3 separate regions of the Gossypium hirsutum genome follow, and all the other regions are linked to region 2. A link is a contact called in public Hi-C data. All regions are on one chromosome and are shown on one strand. Each heading gives the region's core, a stretch centred on a gene start, on an enhancer-like site or on the middle of the called end of the contact. The rest is flanking DNA. Distances are from core to core; before and after follow the strand shown. Region 1 holds the start of LOC107948982 (nudix hydrolase 13, mitochondrial). Region 2 holds the start of LOC107898982 (E3 ubiquitin-protein ligase At3g02290). Region 3 holds the start of LOC121228098 (protein DMP7).

Region 1 (2,985 bases), core at 458-2,957, 130 kb before region 2:
TTTTTCAAGCCTATATTTTTGCTCAGACCCTCTTATTTTTCCAGCTGGCCTTCAAGCCTAAATGAGTGGCCCAACTCATGATTAGGTATAGTTGAGTGGTGAATTTAAACTTTTTTTAGTTTAATTGGTGCATGTTCAAATCTCACCATATATATATTTTAATTAATTTTTGTTAAAATAAAGAGACTAAAGTATTCAGTTGAAGGTGGCACCAACTCAATAAGAGGCTTAATAAATAGTATAGATTATTTGAATTTATTTTTTCAATTTTTAATCAATCATTTTACTTATAATTGTATTTGCATATTTCTTAGAAAGCAAAAAAAAATTAATTTTAAAATTTTGGGAGTAAATCTAAACTATAGCCCAATTTTTATATTGGTACTTAAAATTTTTTATCAAATATAGTATCTAAATTATTAATTTTTACCTTACCATACTTAAAAAAAAATTGTAAAACATCTACTAAGAAGATTCCACAAGTCTTGATTTTGTTTTATTTTGGTACTTTTTAAAGAAAAAAGTTTTAAAGATAAATATGAAAATTAAGATATAGTTAAGGGGCTAATTTAGGAATAAAGCCTAAATGAATATATAAATAAAAATGGAAATTGACGGATCTTTAAAATTTGATGTTGAATTGAATAATGAGATGTCAGTCATGAAAATCACCGACCGGAGTGGACAATAGGAATGGCCCCAAGCTTGCACCTACATCGACGTTTGGGCCTATTTCCTAACAAGTTTCATAATTTCCCCAACTTGTTACTTTATTTATTTACTTCAAAATTGACCTCAAAGTAAACGCCTTTGGCGTGTATTACAAGATTGATATCATTGCAACTAACTACTCTTGGATTCTTATACAAATATCATTGTATCACAATCTACATACTTATACCATACATTATCAATAATTCATTATTTTATTCAACACCGAAATCAAGAGATTGTTTTAAGGCTGAAATAAATAAATAAAAATTTGGATATTAATTTATATTTTTTTACAAATTAAAAGGAATATATTAAAAATTTTTTATTTTGAGGGTCATCGCTATTACTTCTCCGCCCCTAATTTCTTTTTAGTATAAAAGAAGTCAACAAGTGGAGTTCAAATGATGTCATGTATTTTTAAGGTGTAGACCATAGAAGAGAAGGAGAAAATTTTTTTTAATTGATACAAGCAGTACAAACAAAGAAAGTTATATAACATTGATTTTAACAGTTCAATGAATTAAATGAAAACTTTTAAATAGTCCAATAATCAAATTGTAACTTTTTTAGTTAAGTAGTTAAAACGAAAAATATACCCGTAATTTAGTTACTAATGATGAATTTACCCTAAATTTAAATAAGTTCTGTTAACTGATATCATAATACCATAGGTAATCGACAATTTTTGAAGAGGGAAGGAACTTTGTATTCTTCCATTTGGCATTTTGTTTTGTGGTTGATATTCTCCTCAAAATTGACATACTAATGCACAATGGTTTCTTATTTTGGTGAAAAGCCAAAAACTAACTTTTTTTTTCCTTTGATTTTGGAAGAGATGGTCTCAATCTTCAATTCTAGCTATAATTTGGGATATAAATTTTTAAGGATTTCCCCAATTGCTATAGACTTGCATGTAAAATACACATTATCAAAAGCATAAACAATCTCCAATGAATAACAAAACTAAACTTAAATGGGGGTTTGCCTAAGTCAACCCCAAGTCTTGAAGGAAAACAAGTATGAGTGAGACGGGGCCTTCCATGACGATGACGTACTATAACTTAAAAATACATGGCCAAAATAAAAGCCCTTTCCCTAGCCTGCTTTGATGATGTTGATGATGATTCCATTATGCAACACGTTCCTCGCCTTATAAAAAAAAGAAGCTCTACGATATAATTTTTAGTATCTTTTTGTTTTTTTTTTCCCTTTTTCCTTTCGGCTTTTGAAGAAGATGAAGATCGTGGTTTATGGTTCAATAATGATGACAAGAAAAAGGTCGCAGTTTTAATTGAATAAACAGCAGTTCCTGGAAGTTCAATTTTACTACTAAACAAAAAGCCAGCAGGTAAGGGTAATCCTTTGATTTTTTGCTCTCTGGTAAAACATGACAGTTTCGTTGAAGGAGCAATCAAGCGTTTCTTTCTGTTTAAAAGTTTCTTGTGAAAATTTTAAAAATTAAAAGCATTGTAAAGATTCAGTATTATGCGTTGCCGTTATTGACTTGCAAGTTTCCTGTTCTTTCTTATTAAAAACTGAGAGCATGGCAACGTTTTCACTCATTCTTTGTTGCTTTCACCTAAAGGGTCATCGTATCCTTTTCTCTCACTGAATGCAGCTCTTGATCACACAAACAACAATCCAGGTTGGTACTCTTACTAAAATTCTTTCTGTAATTTAACTTAATGATCTTCTTTTTTAACCTTTTCTTTTTCCTTTTTGGGATGGTGCAGATAATATATGATCATGTCTTACTTACCAGCAAGAAAAGGGAGACACAGACAACGGTACGAGGATAATCTGAGGCTTGTTGCCGGGTAATCCCCAAAATTTTTTCTACTGTTCTTTCCTGGTTTCTTCTTCATATGTCAGTTATGCCTAAAGCTCAAGATGTGATTTTAGTAAGTTTTTGTTAGTGTTGATAGTAACAACATTATTTCAGGTGAAAAGGATTTTTTATGTCTTCCTTAGAGGTGTTAGGAATTAGTGGCAAACATCATCCTTTTCCTTGGGCAAAATTACTGTAATTAACATGATAATGGTTTTGCTTGTGTCAAAATTTTGGTGATATACAATAAAACAGAGATGGAACTTTTTCCTCCTACTTCCTTTGTCCCTGTAGCTGTAGTTGTCTTTAATGTTTAAATTTTTTGCATGTCAATGTCACTCCTGTTAATTATTAAGTGGTGTGTGAATGTGATGTAAACTAACGCAAAGTATCAGGAATAAGATTTGAGTGTTTGGAATCTTAAGAAGTGGTGTAATATCAGC
Region 2 (2,918 bases), core at 184-2,683:
TAAAACTTATTTAAAATTTTAAACTTTTTTTATATATTTTTTAAAATTTTTATATATTTTTTAAAAATATAAATTTTGAAATTTTTATAAATATTTTAAAGTTTTTGTTAAGAGAGTGACCAATTTACTTATTTTCAAAGTTGACAATATCTAAAAAGGTATTTACACCAATCTGTTATTCGAATTATTTTTATTTAAATTGTGAAATTTAACTCAATTCGAACTCGAAACCTGAATCGAGTTATTCAAGTTGACTCGAATAATTCAAATAATTCAATTCAATCAACTTGAAATTTAAAATTTTTTTCGATTTTTTTAAATCAAATTAAATTTTACTCACCCCTAATAGACAAAAAAAAATTAAAGATACTAGACAATACTCTACTACCTCTACAATATTTATAACAATAAATGGTGAGAATTGAATAAAATAACCAAAATAATAAAAAAGTACAAATCACACAAGATTAATTACACAGCTTAGTTCAACAATCTACCTCTATGGTGAGAATAAATCCATTATATAAACTCATTCCAAGGATAATTGCAGCCTCAAAATTACACACACCTTTTTACATCGTTAAAATCGACTCGTAAAAAATAAAAAATAACTGCTCTCCCATGGAAGTTGGAACTACCCTCCCAAATAGTCAAAGTTTTAATCCAATCAAACCCTCCAATATAATCTTCAACTTAAGTACTCTTCAAAATAATCCCTCAAATTTTACAGTTCAACTTCTAAAGTAAATACTATTTTTTATAATCTAATAAAATTTTTTAAGAGATAAATTAATTTTAATTGGCTACCAAATATTTGAGGTGAATTTCGAAACTTGATTAAGTAAAAAATTACTAACAACACGATACATTGTTAAAATAATTGATGAATCGAGATTCTAAGAATCTTATTTGTTTTCCTGGCAAGATCAAGTAAGTTATTGATCACTACATCCAACTCCGATGTGGAAGCGACAATTACACAAAATATGAATTAACATCAACTAGTTAGTGGTATTGTAGGTCATAATGCAAAATTATACAAATTTTGGAAGACATTCGACTGAAATTTTTATTTCTCAAAACTTTAAAATATTTTATTTTAAAGGTAAGTTTGGATGAGCAGTGCGTTTATCTGCAGTTAGAATAAAAATAGCGGTGACGATAAGATTAGATACTGTAACGATATTGTAGCATGAGACAAAAAGTAAACTAAACACACTGCATCGCACCGCACCGCACCACCATCCCAAATCCACCCTAAGTCTTTAACGCACAATTAATACATTGAAGACTTGTGCTGAATTAACCCATTTTATTATGTTAATTTATATTATAGTTAATACAACAATGAGTTAAAGCATAAATTTCAATCAACATGAAGCTGTCGGCAATTAACAAATTCAAGATGGAAAGCAAAACAATGAGTCAGTTGGACAGATTTAACATTATTATCTTAATGATAAGCTGGTCCACTCCATTCTCTACCCCTTTACCAAATCCGTTTCTTTCTAGTTACCTACTGCAATCAAAGCACCTCTTTTCCGTCCACGCGGTTTTTGCCTATTTTTTCCCCCTAAATTATCAGGAAAAAAGATTAAAAATTTAATCTTTGTCTTCCGCCCAGGCCGCTCCTTAGATTGTCTTACTCTTGGGATCTATTTTCGTCTGCTTCAATATAGAAGTAGGAACGTCCCCCCTTATCTATCTCTCCCTTTTTCTCTTTCTTTGTTTCTTTTACAGGAACCCTAACTTTCCTGATTCTTTTTTTTTCTAAGAAAACTTACGGTCGTGAAAATGGTGGTCTTATAGTCGATGATGGGTAACTATTGTTTCATTACTTTAATTTTTGTTTGGTGTTTTTTTTTTGTTAATGCGATGAGAAACAGATTGATGTTCTTTTCTTTTTTTTTTGTTAAAGTTTCTGTCTTTGCGCTGAAATAGCTTCTAAAATAAGATAGCTGATTGCCTGTTTCTCTTGTTTATAAGTATGGTTATCGACTCTGAACTTAACAAATTTCTTGAAAGTGCTTTTTTAGTGTAGGAGATTGTAATTTCGTTGTGGGATTTTATGTCTGTAATGAAGAACGGTCAGTGCTGATTATTTGAGTTGTTTTATTTATCACCATTCTGAAGGACAATGAATGTTCAATGTGTTTGTTTTAACTTGTGAATTTATTTGCAATATTGTAAGTTAACTCATTGTTGGAAAGGAACTTTATGGTTATGGTAAAACAAAATGGAGTGGTTTTAGGATTCTGTTTATCATGAAAAACCCAAATTGTATATCATTCATCAAGCTCCTAATGAAGAAGGTGACTTGTTGTTCTCTTGCTGTTTAGCATTATCCTAAATTTTTTTTCTTGTTGTCTATATATCAGATTACTTTTGTCCAAAGAGTTGAAATTGAGACAGTCATAAAACTGATGAACTGAGCTTCTTTTGTGACGAAAGGTTTAGTGAGGTTCTTATTTCTCCCTTGAGCAGGCTGAATCTGTTGTTCATTTCAAAAAGTTGTTTTCCTGACTCATGTTATAATATTTTTTTTCCCTTTTTTCCCCCTAATCCCATAGGAATTGTCTTGTATTTGGAAGGAAGGTGAACAATTCTTTTATGACCTTTTCTGCAAGCTCTGAAAGCTTTTTCAGAATTGTGTAATCGGAAATATATACATTCTAGGCAGAAATGGGTGCTTTTTGCTGCTGTTCATGTGGTGATGACTGTGAAGAATATGCTTATCCTAGCAATTCAATATATAGGCACTGCATCTGCCTAAGGTTCTTCTTCTATCAGCTATTCACTGGGGTATGTCTCTTCTTATCTTGTGGTTATCTGCACAAAAGCAACCTATTTTCATTTTTATGCTGCTAATACATGCAATTAAATTTGTTAATACTGAAGGTATGTTATAAAGCAGATTG
Region 3 (3,034 bases), core at 432-2,931, 220 kb before region 2:
AATAAATTATTTTTCTTAATAATAAATATCACCGAAAAATATTCAAATTAGTTAAAAGAATTATATTTTATTTAAAAGAACAATTTCAAAATTTATGATTACATTCTTAGTAAAGTGCATAATTTTTTTAAGATTTTAATTAGTACTTTTCTTATATAAAAAACATTGTAATGTTACATTTATAGTAATCAAGAAATCTTATCCGACCTAACTGTTGAGGTTGGAAGGGAGAATGGAAATTATGGGGCGGCAATAAAGGCAATTATTATTGATGGAAAGTGTCCCATTCTTGCTTGATTCCTCCTACCAGAATACTGACTCTAGAAATGAGAATCCTGATGTGAGCAGCAAAGGCAATAAAGGACATTGGAGATAGACATGACTCAACTACTATGTGCTTAAATGGCTTTATTTGGGCTAAATCATGGACATTTAATTGAGGCTTACGATGAGTGAAGGGCTAGAACATTGGATTGGCCTTTGCCATGTAATTGGGCCGAATTTAGGGTCTTAAAATTTTGTTCTATTCATGTCCATTATGTAACATCAATTTAAAATAATATGTGCCAATCATGATTCATTAATTGATAGTTAGGTAGTTTAATTGAGTCAGGATTGCTGATTTTTTAACATTTCATCTTATAAAAATTTTTATTTATCAAGATAATAAGGTTGATTTTGTTTTCTTACATCCTTCACAATTTTCTTTAAATTTAAGTAGCATTTGATAATAATAATAAAAATAATAAGTTAAAGATTTTAAAATTCAATTTAATTTTAACTGGATTTTGACTCGAATATAAATGCACGACATATAAGCTATTGAATCTTATTCGGATTGGGATTCACAAATTTAATTTTTAAATAGTCGATTTGACAATGAATTTACTAGGCTCAACATAGACTTGGACGGTATGTTGATTATACGTTTGGAAACATTAAAAGATTACTTTCATTTTTGTGAAAATAAAAGATTTCTCATGTGCATTCTAGATTAAATTGGGAAGATGGACTAATTTTTGGAGAGAGGGCAGCCAATTCCATGGCGTTTGCTAGGGAATGAAACAAACAAAAGGCAGCCTATGGCTCCAATACTTGCAGGCAATAACATCAGCAGCAGCTCATTGCTGTCCCCTGATGGCTTCAGACCAAAGCAGTTGACAACATTTTGATCGAACAGAACAAGCGCCATAAAAATCATTATGGATACCAAAGCATGGAAAAAATCAATCAACTTGACCTTATACTTGTTTTCCTCCTTTATTGGCAGTTCAACAGGGCCATCCATTACCCATAACCCTCTAAACGTAGCCACCCCGTACCGGACCTTGCCTCTTTCATCTCGAACACTATCCGTGAAAGAAAGGAAGAAACACAAGCTGGCACAAAACGCCACAAGGCCTAGCATCAAGTTTTGGCAAACCTGGGTTTTGCATTGGCCTTGGTTCGTTAAAACTGGGGACAGTATTTGGAAAGTAAGGGCTGAGCCTGTAGGCAGAAGCTTGGACAAAACGGCGGTGCCTTTGAAGGTTTTTCTCACGATTTTTTGTTTCTTGGTCTTTGGTTGCTTTACTATTGCAGTTAATAAAGGAAATTCCGAAGTGGTTCGTGACTCTTCTTGGGCCGTCTTTTCCACATTCTTCAGGAGGGGTTGCCTGTGTTCTACAGCTTTCGTGTCCATCACACAGATTTTCTTGTTCTTTTCTTAAAGCTTTCTTTGAAAAGAAAAGTTGTATGAGATGAATGGGTTATTGGCAGGGAAAGAAATAAGCATTTGTAGGGAAATGAAAACCGACGTGAAACTAAGTGCATGGAAGCTCTTAACAAAAGATGAGTAAATTTGGTGTGGATTTATTGTTATAAGAGAGAGGAGGTTACGACTTACAAACCATAATTGATAATTAAAAGATGCTCAGTTTCACAAATTTGGCTCCCATCCTGTTTCATCCCCCTTTTTTTTGTTTTATTATTATTATTATTATTTTATTTTAATTGTATTGTACTGTGTTGTTGGCAAAAAAAACAAAAATTTATCACAAAAATTAAAATTAAAGTTCTCATCTCACATTTCCTATAGATTTAAAATCTCTGTATAACTTTTTTTTAAAATGTATGGTATGGGTTTTTATTTTATTTTATATTTTATTTTTAAAGTTTATGGTTGTTGCTCCTAATAGTACTGTTTGAACTTATATTTTCCTTTAAAAATATAATATATTTTACTATTAAACTCAAATTTTATATTTTCCTAATATCTTTTCGAAAAAAAATTCTTGTTCTATATTATGTTCTTCTTTTTATTTTTTATTTTATTTTTTAAAAAGAAAAAATAGATACAGACAAAGAAAAAAAATCAAGCAAATCACCTTTAAGGTTTTTTATTACTCTGATGTGTGTTCGTAAAAAAATACAAGTAGGAAATGTGGCCTTTTTTATAGCCAAAATACAAACTGTCCATTACAAATATTTTGTTTTTTTTCTTCGTTGTCTTCTTTGCTTTGCGTGTTTGTTGCGTTCTGCTTCTTCTTTACAAGTGACCGCGGAGTGGCTGATGGCGGCAGTGGCGAAGGCATGCGCAGAGGGGCATCAACGTGGCATGCGGCTAGGGTTTCAGTTTTTTACTGAAACTAAGTTTAGTTTTTGGGCCATTTGGGCCACTAGGGTTTTCTTGCATTTGGGTTGTAATTGCGTAGTATTTTTGGGCTTGATATGTAATTAGACTGGGACTTTATTTATTTTGGTTTAAATCTTGTTTCATTTCTATAATTGGGGCTCGGGCCAAAATTGGCCTATTACAGCTGCTTCTCTTTACTCATTGTCATATAACGAGAATGGAGCAAAGACTTTAAAAAGGGTCAATTTTGCCTGGTCTTGTCGAATCTTGACTTCTTTGGTGCTTCTCTTCTTTAAGTAGCTTCTCTTTTTTAAGTAGCATCATTCCATCCCACAGCATCTTCAGGGGTATAGGAATTAGTACTTCAATTTACTCCACTGTTACTTCAAGGAGATTAGACTCGCATCTACAATTTGCTCC

Evidence for each region. Hi-C and Micro-C count contacts between places; a contact is called where the count stands out from the background.
Region 1: a contact with region 2 is called in a Hi-C map of leaf, with 3 times the contacts expected there. The contact joins the promoter of LOC107948982 here to the promoter of LOC107898982 in region 2. A contact is called at or near these places in 13 of 34 Hi-C or Micro-C datasets (anther, callus, hypocotyl and 2 more).
Region 3: a contact with region 2 is called in a Hi-C map of leaf, with 2.9 times the contacts expected there. The contact joins the promoter of LOC121228098 here to the promoter of LOC107898982 in region 2. A contact is called at or near these places in 10 of 34 Hi-C or Micro-C datasets (callus, leaf and petal).

What each region holds. Positions count from the first base shown.
Region 1 is chrA04:81,264,544-81,267,528 of Gossypium_hirsutum_v2.1, reverse strand. LOC107948982 (nudix hydrolase 13, mitochondrial) reads left to right here and starts at 1,707. Exons shown (of 7, transcript XM_016883668.2): 1 at 1,707-2,062; 2 at 2,300-2,359; 3 at 2,448-2,531. The coding sequence starts at 2,455.
Region 2 is chrA04:81,129,395-81,132,312 of Gossypium_hirsutum_v2.1, reverse strand. It overlaps LOC107898982 (E3 ubiquitin-protein ligase At3g02290), which reads left to right and starts at 1,433. Exons shown (of 6, transcript XM_041111491.1): 1 at 1,433-1,819; 2 at 2,379-2,461; 3 at 2,677-2,802. The coding sequence starts at 2,683.
Region 3 is chrA04:81,345,823-81,348,856 of Gossypium_hirsutum_v2.1, reverse strand. LOC121228098 (protein DMP7) reads right to left here and starts at 1,681. Exons shown (of 1, transcript XM_041111239.1): 1 at 1,013-1,681. The coding sequence starts at 1,681. The coding sequence ends at 1,013.